Regions from separate parts of the Mus musculus genome. Here all the other regions are linked to region 3. A link is a contact called in public HiChIP or PLAC-seq and promoter capture Hi-C data. All regions are on one chromosome and are shown on one strand. Each heading gives the region's core, a stretch centred on a gene start, on an enhancer-like site or on the middle of the called end of the contact. The rest is flanking DNA. Distances are from core to core; before and after follow the strand shown.

The links. Promoter capture Hi-C pulls out the DNA fragments that hold promoters and counts their contacts. HiChIP or PLAC-seq counts read pairs in DNA pulled down with a chosen protein or histone mark.
Region 1: an H3K27ac HiChIP or PLAC-seq map of trophoblast stem cells shows a contact between it and region 3, with 6 times the contacts expected there. The contact joins the enhancer-like site here to the promoter of Snx19 in region 3. A contact is called at or near these places in 10 of 39 promoter capture datasets (the C10 cell line, cranial neural crest, embryonic stem cells and 5 more), 7 of 115 datasets of contacts at active chromatin or transcription factors (bone marrow-derived macrophages, embryonic basal ganglia, embryonic stem cells and 3 more) and 2 of 9 other capture datasets (adipose tissue and liver).
Region 2: a promoter capture Hi-C map of hippocampal neurons shows a contact between it and region 3, with 3 times the contacts expected there. The contact joins the enhancer-like site here to the promoter of Snx19 in region 3. A contact is called at or near these places in 2 of 39 promoter capture datasets (embryonic stem cells and hippocampal neurons), 3 of 484 Hi-C or Micro-C datasets (cerebellar granule neurons and cortical neurons) and 2 of 115 datasets of contacts at active chromatin or transcription factors (astrocytes and forebrain).

The regions. Positions count from the first base shown.
Region 1 is chr9:31,007,633-31,011,026 of GRCm38.p6, forward strand. No RefSeq gene overlaps it. Among named protein-coding and RNA genes, the nearest start is that of Gm29724, 5.6 kb to the left of the region's middle. Within about 2 kb of position 1,654, at least 28 of the 459 cell types and tissues checked have an H3K27ac peak or open chromatin away from gene starts, as enhancers often do. A contact at or near this core is called in bone marrow-derived macrophages, embryonic stem cells and trophoblast stem cells, where this site is marked.
Region 2 is chr9:29,800,765-29,804,030 of GRCm38.p6, forward strand. It overlaps a transcript of Ntm not described here. Among named protein-coding and RNA genes, the nearest start is that of Gm15521, 170 kb to the left of the region's middle. Within about 2 kb of position 1,722, at least 47 of the 459 cell types and tissues checked have an H3K27ac peak or open chromatin away from gene starts, as enhancers often do. A contact at or near this core is called in astrocytes, cortical neurons, forebrain and 1 more, where this site is marked.
Region 3 is chr9:30,425,494-30,428,707 of GRCm38.p6, forward strand. Snx19 (sorting nexin 19) reads left to right here and starts at 1,836. Exons shown (of 11, transcript NM_028874.2): 1 at 1,836-3,214. The coding sequence starts at 2,075. Gm30933 (predicted gene, 30933) reads right to left here and starts at 1,485. Exons shown (of 3, transcript NR_169179.1): 1 at 1,374-1,485.

The DNA.
Region 1 (3,394 bases), core at 404-2,903, 580 kb after region 3:
GTTCTATAACTTGCCTTTTCACATATGAAAATATGCGGAGTGAATTAAACACATAAAGACTAATGATATATAAGTATACTTACATGAGTTACTTAAAATTGACAGATTGATAGAAACTGAAGAAAAAACGGTCACTGCCAGCTAAGAGCATAGAAAGGGAATTGCGGTTGAAGGGATCTGGAGTTTCTGTGTGAGATACTGGGCAGTTCTACAAAATGTTAACAGTTATGGTTGGACTATGATTTGATATACATAGTGCTATTAGTCTCCTTTTTAAAACCTGGCTAAATTTGTTGAGCTCAGTGACACACATTTTTTAATTCTAGCACTTGGGAGGCAGAAATAGGCAGATCTCTGTGTATTTGAGGTCAGCCTGGTCTACAAAGCAAATTTCAAGACAGCCAGGATTGTCACAAAGAGAAAGGAAAAAAAAGCCTAGGTAAAATGGTAAATTTTACCACCTATTAAGAAACACTTAACTTAGCCGGGTGTGGTGGCGCATGCCTTTAATCCCAGCACTCAGGAGGCAGAGGCAGGCGGATTTCTGAGTTCGAGGCCAGCCTGGTCTACAAAGTGAGTTCCAGGACAGCCAGGGCTCCACAGAGAAACCCTGTCTCGAAAAACCAAAAAAAAAAAAAAAAAAAAAAAAAAAAAAAAAAAAAACACTTAACTTTTCCTTTATTCAACCAAAATGTATTGAATACCATCAAAATGGCAACTCTCAACATTTCCCAGCTTCCAAAGACACTTAAGTAAAGCTTTGTCATAAAAGACTTTTAAATCTGAGCCAAGTATAGATATACATCTATAACATCAACATTCAAGGATGAGACAGGAGGATCAATTTAAGCCTATCCTTGGCCACATCAAGAATTCAAGACCAGGGCTGGAGAGATGGCTCAGTGGCTAAGAGCACTGATTGTTCTTCCAGAGGTTCTGAGTTCAAGTCCCATCAACCATATGCTGGCTCACAACCATCTGTAATGTGATCTGATGCCCTCTTCTGGTGTGTCTCAAGACAGCTACAGTGTACTCACATATATAAAATAAATAAATACATTAAAAAAAAGAATTCAAGACCAATATGAGCTACATAATACCATTTCTGCTTAGAAAGTTAAGGGAGTAAAATGGGATACAGTCCATGGGATGAGGAATGCCACACTGGTAGGTATAGGGAGGTTAGGGAAGAACACATGTAGAAACAATTAACTCAGGCAAGGAAGATCTAGAAACACTTATGGGAGGACATGGATGAATTAGTTGACTTCCTTGACACTGTGACAGAATGCTTGACAAAGCCATCTTAAAAGGAGCTTAAAAGGTTTATTTATTTGGCTCATGATTTCTATAAATCATCATGGCAGAGGAATGGTGTTTCCACAATGTGGGCTTTTAAAATAGTCTTTTCATTACTTGTACATGTATGTGCATGGGGCAGGGGACAAATGTACTGTGTGGAGGTCAGAGTACCACTCTGTGTTGTTGGTTCTCTACATCTACCTTTATGTGGGTTCTGGGGATTGAACTCAGGTTCCCAGGTTTGCATGGCAACACCCCTTACCAACAGGGTAAGATCACTGATCCCAGTAAAGAATGTTCTCTACCTCACAGCAGACAGAAGGTAGAGAGTAAGAAGGAACCAAAGGAGGCAGAGGCAGGTGGATTTCTGAATTCGAGGCTAGCCTGGTCTACAAAGTGAGTCCCAGGACAGCCAGGGCTATACAGAGAAACCCTGTCTCGAAAAATAACAAAACAAAAAACAAAAACAAAACAAAACAAAACAAAACAAAAAGAAGGAACCAGAGACCAAACATAACTTTCCAAGATATGAGACTTACTTCCTCCCATTTGACCCCACCTCCTAAAATTACATCACTTCCCAAAATAGCACCACCAGTTGTAAATCAAGCATGGAATGTTAGGAGTTAGTCACTATCCTGGGTCTTAATGAGTGTGAAGTATCCAGGAATGTGGAGGCAGAGATTGTAAAGAGAACATGAGGAAATGGTAAAATACATGAAGTTGGTAGGGAGGTGTTGAAATAAATAATGAAGACATGCACAAGATTCATAAAAGTAACACTTGCATGCTAACGGGAATTTGAGCCTTATTCTTAGGACAATGTCCCTGATTACCTGGTGAGAAAAGCAGAAGAGACCAACCCTCCAATCTTACAAGCTTATAGAACTGATGAAAGGCATGAGCTTAGGTAAGGGAATGGTCGTGGAGAGTAATACAGTTGAGAAAGGTTGGTGGGAAAGACTCAGAAGCCTGGTGAGTAGTTAGATTTAGGCGGTGGTGTAAGACTCTGGGGAGCCTTAGCTTACCAGGGACCTCCTGAGTGAGCCACATGGAGCTGATGCAAAAAGCAACAGGAATTTATTGTTCCATTGCACTGGGGTCACCCCAGACCTGAAGGAGAGGCCATGACCCTCTGGTGCCCGGTCAGGAAATTTTTATATGGTTTCCAGGGGCCGAACAGAGCATCAGCAACTAGGCACAGTATGACTGGTGGAACAGTGCACCCTTTAAATTGATTGGTCTTTAGGGAATGTGATGGCAAAAATTTCCCTTGTCTGAAGGTCAGCAACAGTCCATCTGGCAGAATGAAGGTAGGTTCCCACCCTGTGGTCTGAGGAATGTTAATTAGCCTCTCCCTTCAGTACGGGCAATTGTTTTATGACCTTCCCAAAGTTCCTGAGCTAAGGGAAGGATCTGGGAGTAATACAGTCAAGAAAGGTTGATGGGAAAGACCCAGAAGCCTAGTGAGCAGTTAGATTTAGGTGATGGGAACACTTGGCTTTCTAGCTAATGGAGGAATAACTCACTGAAATGAGAAACTTAGAAGGAAATTGGGTCTAGTGTAGAGAGATAAGAGCTCTGGTAGAAGCACTCGGAAGGCAGAGGCAGAGGCAGGTGGATTTCTGAGTTCGAGGCCAGTCTGGTCTACAGGACAGCCAGGGCTATACAGAGAAACCCTGTCTTGAAAAACAAAAAACAAAACAAAAAACAAAAAAATAGTAGAATGTATTGACAGTGGTGGCGGGGTGTGGGGCATGAGGTGGGGCATGAGGTGGGAGGTGGGAGCAGATGGTTATTTGGGGTGGAGTTTGGGAAATGCATGGTATGCAGAGAGATTGGAAAGCCCACTGGACAGATAGGAGAAATAGCTTGAAGTTTAAGGGAATAAACATCTAAATGTAATATTCTATAATTAGAAATAAATATAATTCTTCCACCGGGTAATTTAAGCAAGAGAACAGCTCCTCTAAGTGACATCAAAATCAAACCATATGGGCCATTGCCCGCTCAGCTTTGCATATAATAAGCTGATGAGAATAAATCAACTGAAGCTAAGTGTGGACACGTTCCAACTGGTTTTCATCCTGAA
Region 2 (3,266 bases), core at 472-2,971, 620 kb before region 3:
AAATCCAGTCAAGTTTATGATGAAGATCAGCCATTACAACATGCTTAATACATTCTGGATCATATTCTGGGTGCATTCTCCATACAGTAACCTGGTCAGTGCTGAGAACATGTAGTATATGCTCAGCAGATATTTCTTGGGCTCTGGTCATTTGTGTGCCATCAATGTCCCTATTACTATGCTGCACAATGTCCACCTTGTAGGTATGGAACTGTTAGTGACACTAGGCTGTTGCACTCTCCTGCTTCGGATGACCACCCTTCTTTTATTCTGCAACCTAAATGAAATCCAGCATACTGCCATTGGTGCAGGAGCAAAGAACCTATTCAATGGAACATAACAAAGAACTGCCCTCATTCTACCGAATTCTTCTTCAAGTAAGGAGGAAATATATGGTGAGTTCCAAGCCTTGATGGTTGTAATATAATCTTTTTTTGATATCGGAGGCTCCTTTCTTTCTGGAAACACATTGTCCTCATTTCACAGTTCCCTTGTATATATGTGTTGGCAGTGAGGATCCATTAAGTCAGTAGAATTGTATGAACATTCATTCAACCATGTGTTGAAGGGACTGCTGAGTGCCAGTCACCATTCTATGCAAAGGAGAAGATCCATGTCCAAGCATCCCAGGTCTTGACTTTGGGTACTTGGTAGTGTCAAGAGAAAGCTAGCTGCATAGACTGTGTCAGGGTGTATGAGAGCTGTGCTGAGGCATATTATTAGTACAGAGGACTGGACACGTTGACTTCTAGTTGGATTGCATTTCTTCCCCCTCTCCCTCTGGCTGTGTAAGGACCAGACATGCACTTGTAGAATGGGAGTGGATGGGGGCATCTAGTAAGAATGCTTATGTTGGGACTGGAGAGATGGCTCAGCGGTTAAGAGCACTGACTGCTTGCCCAGATGTGCTGAGTTCAATTCCCAGCAACCACATGGTGGCTCACAACAATTTGTAATGGGATCTGATGCCCTCTTCTGATGTTTCTGAAGACAGCGACAGTGTACTCAAATGCATAAAACAAATAAATACATCTTTAAAAAGAAAAGAATTTTTATGTCATCTATATAACAGGGTACAGACTGTCAGACTTCAAAAATAAGCAAGGGTGGGGAAATCCTTAGAAATACCTGGTCATTTTATGGTCAAAGGCTGCAGAAGGCAATTGTAAATGCACAATGATTGATCTCTTCCCATAGTGCTTAGTGTCATTGCCAACCATTTAGCAATTAATCATGGAGCAGAGTATTATGCAACGTCTAGAATTATTGGATCAGATTTTTGTTCATTTCTTACCTTGACGTCTAACGTTTTGCATGTGTTTCGAGTGCAGCTCAGCTAGAACTCCAGATACCAGAGGTTGTCTGCTTTTGTTCTCTATCTCCCACCGTGCCTATCATAGAGGCTGGCTCATAGTAGGTATTTAATCAATGCACTGATTAATTAAGTTCTTCTCCTGCCTGAGGCTCATCATGCTCCTGTGGTCCCAGAGAGCTAACAGCTGTCACCTGGGCCACCCTGGGCCACAGGGACAACACATATAAATGAGCATCATGTACTTTCCCTCCATAAGCAGTCTCAAGGCCCCCTGAGAGGCAGAGCCGATGTGAATTTTAAAGACATGTTCAGTGGTGGTTCCTTCTCTCTTTAGAGCCACTGGAGCGGCTCCTTCCATTGAAAATACAGGGATTTGTGCCGCGTGATTGTGCAGCTGGGGGCGGGCTGAGTCCGCAGTCATCAGGGGCTCAGCATGCTCTGAAGGGCTTTGTGCTCCAGGCGCTCACTCAGGCGGGCACCTGGCTCACTGGTGGCCAGATTGCAACTGCTTCTGCAAGTGACATTGCAATAATGGCTCTGCACCCTAGGAATACAGAGCTGAGAAAATGTCCTCTCCCTTCCTGCCCCCAGCGTCTCCCCAAAATCTCACAGTAAGGTTTCTTACTTAGGCAAAGTGATAAGTACACACACGGTTTTCTTTTCTATCTGTGAAGAAGTAAAGACCCATAAGTCACTGAGTGCCTGTGACAGACTGTGGACCTCCGCACGCTGGTGTCTAGTCCTAACAGGCTTTTTGGTAAACTAGTACTCCCATTTTACAGAAGAGGTGACCAAGTTTCAGATATTCTTAATAATCTATCTAGTGATTGCAGCAAGCTAACCATTACAAAGGATGGTAAAGTTTCACGTGCACACGCGTGCATGAGTGCCTCATGGATGTCTGCTTGTGTGTGTGTGTGCTTGTGCATGTATATAGGGCTGTCTCCGTATCAGAGCTTCGATGTCCCAACATTTACCCAACTTCCCCTTTAGCATCTATTCTAGCTCACCCACATTTCGAGCTGCACAGAGACTGCTCGCTCTGCTGAGCGGCCAGGTGGTGGCAGAGGCTGGATGGTGGCAGTTTTCTGGAGCTCTCAGAAATGTCGTCAGCAGTTCACTTATTATTCAGGATAACATCCAACAAAGTGACGACTTCTTTCCTTGCTATCAGTATCTCCTGCCAGCTGTTCACTTGGACTGGGGGAAGAGAGGGATTTCATTCTGAATTCACAAATGCAGCTAAACCTCCCTCCGAGATGAGCTGCACGGATTAGTGTTTATGGCACAGGACTGCTTGGCAAGCAAAGGCTCTGGGAGGGGAGGAGGAGAGAGCAGGAGAAAATAGCCCACCTCTGGGGACCCTGCCTGGGGGGCATCTATCTCTCCAAAGCAAGGCCTTCAAATCCACAGGAAACACAATATGTAATCTCCTGGCTATTAAACTACGGCTCTGGTGATGGACAAAGAGGCCCATTTGCTTTTCTGTGCAGAGGTGTGTCACTGTTGATGTCCCCGCCCCCTTCTCGGCATTTCTGCCTTCTCTAGCATCTCTGCCTTTTCTATCAGCTGGGCTACTCATGCAGAACATGTGTTGCTTCATGCAGATCCTGGAACAACCTGCACCTAAGGGTTCTGTCTGCACTCTCCAGAAGGGAAGACACACAGACAAGGCTAGAATTGAAGCCTGAAATCCTGGCTCCTATCCTCGGCCCAGACAGCTGTTTGGCTGTACTTGATGATGCAGGATCCAGTCAATGCTAAGCAGAAAGCTGGTCACTTGAGGGGCTACCCTGTCTGGCCCAGGTGCCTGTTTATATGATTAGGACCCTCCCCTATACCATTGTTCTCCCAGGCTGGTGTTGCAGACACAGGGTGGGGTTGGGGGAAGCATTTATCAAGATGGAACTAGATCACCCTTTCCCATTTCCTTAAATGTCAGGGTGTAAAT
Region 3 (3,214 bases), core at 586-3,085:
AGTCCTAAGTGGTACCATTAGTTCTCCGCCATTTAAGTCTCTGCTGTGACTCTTGCGTGGGCAGCAGGGATATTTACTTCTCTAGAGCATTACTGTCAGGTAACTGTTCCCGGAACAACAGGATAGTTTGGGAGGACAAGACAGGCAGTCTGCAGGTCTCACATTCCTTTCAGTTGGGAGGAGGATACAGTGAAAGGATGTTCACCCTGGCAACATGAATTAGTGCTTTGTAACTCCAGAGATCACCTTGCCTGCCTAGAAACACTTTGATCCTAAACTATATTGTTGGCCTTTGAGGCTGTTAGTTGTCAACCACATCCAATTGTAGATGATGGTTTCCTTTGTATTCAAATAAAGTTATTACCTTGACACCAGCAGTGGAGACAGAAAAGGAAGCTGTAAGATCTCTCTGGTACAGGGTTGTTTTATTTTGCTTGGTTTTTTTTTTTTTTTTTTGCGGGTTGGGGGTTGTTTTGTTTTAGTTTTTGCTTTTTGTTGCTTTGTTTTGTTGTTGTTGTTGTTGGGTTGTTTTGTTTTATTTGGTGAATTTGCCTAAATCCTTCAAGGCTACAGCAGAGGACAGACTGGTAAAGAGCGATGGCATTCATCTGTGTCCAAATGGAAAGGAGAGCCACACTGCAGAGTCCAGAAGGACCAAGGTGGAGGCTTCACACAAAGAAGACATCAATGCTTCTACACATAGCCAGTGCCACTTTCAGATACTGACTTTCTTTGTAGGTCACTCTTTTTGAGTTGACAACTGGCAGATGTGTTCAAAGCAGAACACAGACAGGGGCAAATGTGTTAGAGGGTAAACTAAAAACAAGACGTCTCTTCCTCTGCCTTGCATGCCTATGCACATGGGAAGAAAAGGAAGCCGACAGGCAGAAAAGTCTTCAAGATTCAGCACGAAGGCTATCTTCTTAATGGGTTCCCTTTAACCATTGCGATTCACTAAAATCATTCCAGAACGTACTTAAGATTTTGCAATTCACTATATCTTATAGGGACTCGCTTTACTGAAAGCTGATTTACGTCAAATAAACTCATTCCCCCAATTAGCTTCAAGGGCTACAAGGACCCACTCTTCAAGCCAGTGACTAAACATAGGAAATACTCTCTAGAAACCTGCCCCACATCTTAATACTTACCTTTGACTACTCCGGAAAACAAAAGAGGTGGACTGTGAATTGAGTAGAGTTGGGAGGGGGGTCGGGGGGGGGGGTGGAGTGGGGGTAGAGGTGGGGCGTTCTGGAAGAAGCAAGGAGAATTTTTAAAATCCCTCATCAATCTAGCTCCCAACAGTACGTCTCCAAGGGAATTAAAACAAAGCTCATTACGGAAAGTTTCCCTAAACCTCTAGAGATATTTACAAACAGCACTTTAAAGAGCCTGGGCGAGTATCCGTTTTGGCCCAGGTGAGCACGGGCTCTGGGTTCTCAGCTTAGCAGAGCGGTGTGTACGCCCACCGTCACCACCGCTCCTCACCACCAGGGGGCGTCCGTGGCTCCGATCCACCAGGCCGCTCTCCCAGCGTACCCCGCTCCCGCAGGCCGCGACCCGGAAGCTGTCGCCGGCTGCTAGCCGGCCCGCTGCTCTGTCCACTTTGGAGTTGCGGAGTGTAGTGGCCTGGGCGGCCGGAGCTTGTTGTGGCTGCTGGCCGCGGCGGTCGGAAGGATCCCCACCCCCCCAAGAGTTCGTTCCCAGGGGCGCAGTCTGAGCACGGGTCCCCCAGCGACGTGTGACCCGATCTGCCGGCTGCTGCTTCGGAGTTCGTAAGTGTCCGTGGGCCGCGCGGGGCTGCGAAGAGACTCTCCGCCTGGGCCATGATGGAGGCCGGCAAAGTTTTCCTCATCTCGGCTGGAACAGGCTAGTTGATGGGCCCTGTCGACAGAAGCGAGCGGGAGAAGCAGAGCTTTTTCTGTCGCTCTGCAGTGCCAGTAGTATCGAAGGTCCAGAGTTCACTCAGTAGCAGCTGGACTTGTTCTCTTCGGTGACAGTTCATGCTCCCACTCCTGACACCAAAATAAAATCGGAGGCTGTCATCTGTGGAAACATACCTGTCCTTTCAACCATGAAGGCACAAACAGTGTCCCCTACCCAGGGGACTATCTCCGAGTCCAGTTATGTCCACAGCAATCTATGGAGTAGCCGGAAGCTAATGATCGTGGGGGTCTTGGTGGGCTGGCTACTGGTCATCCACCTTCTGGTCAACATGTGGCTTCTGATCCTTCTATGTGCATCGCTGGTAGCGCTGGGAGGATGGCTGGGCTCCACTGCCATCCTAGGGGCTTCAGGTCAATTGCACCTGGAACGATTCATTACCATCACCACCTGTCCTCCATGTCCCGAGGCAGAAAGGCAGCTGGAACAGGAGATTAACCGCACTATCCAGATGATTATCCGAGACTTCGTGTTATCCTGGTATCGTTCTGTGAGCCATGAGCCGGCCTTCGAGGCAGAGATGGAGGCAGCCATGAAAGGGTTGGTTCAGGAGCTTCGAAGGCGGATGAGCATAGTGGACAGCCATGCTCTTACCCAGAGGGTTCTGACTCTCTGTGGTTGTCACCTGCAGAGCTATATTCAGGCAAAGGAGGCTACTGCAAAGGAGCAGAGCTGTCCAGTTCAGCCCTCCCAGCTGTGGGATGCTTACTGCCAGGTTACAGCTCCCCATCCTGCCATGAGCTGTCCCACCACGGAGGTCACTTATGCACGTGGCATTGTGAACTTGATACTAAAAGAGTTAGTGCCCAAGCCCCACCTGGAGACGAGGACTGGACGCCACGTTGTGGTTGAAGTTATTACTTGCAATGTCATCTTACCACTGATCAGCAAGCTATCAGATCCTGACTGGATCCACCTTATTCTTGTGAGTATCTTTTCCAAGTACAGACATGATGCAGCACAGGGAACTAAACCCCCCTGCTCATCCAGTGTCCTAGAGCAGCCCTCGGTGCCCACATCTCTGCCATTGATTGTTGAAGTAGAGAGTCTGCCAGTAGGAAAAGCATCTTCTCCAGCAACAGCCCCAGTACACTTGACCTCCAGTGAGCCAGCCCCTTCCCCAGAGATTGAAGAAGGCCATGAAGCTGTAGAGGGAGATTTGCCTGGGATGCTCGAAGAAAAAAAAGTAGGAAATAGCTCATCCCATTTTCTACAGCCAGATATCCGAGGCCCCTTGTTCTTATGTGAAGACTCAGAACTGGAGTCACCA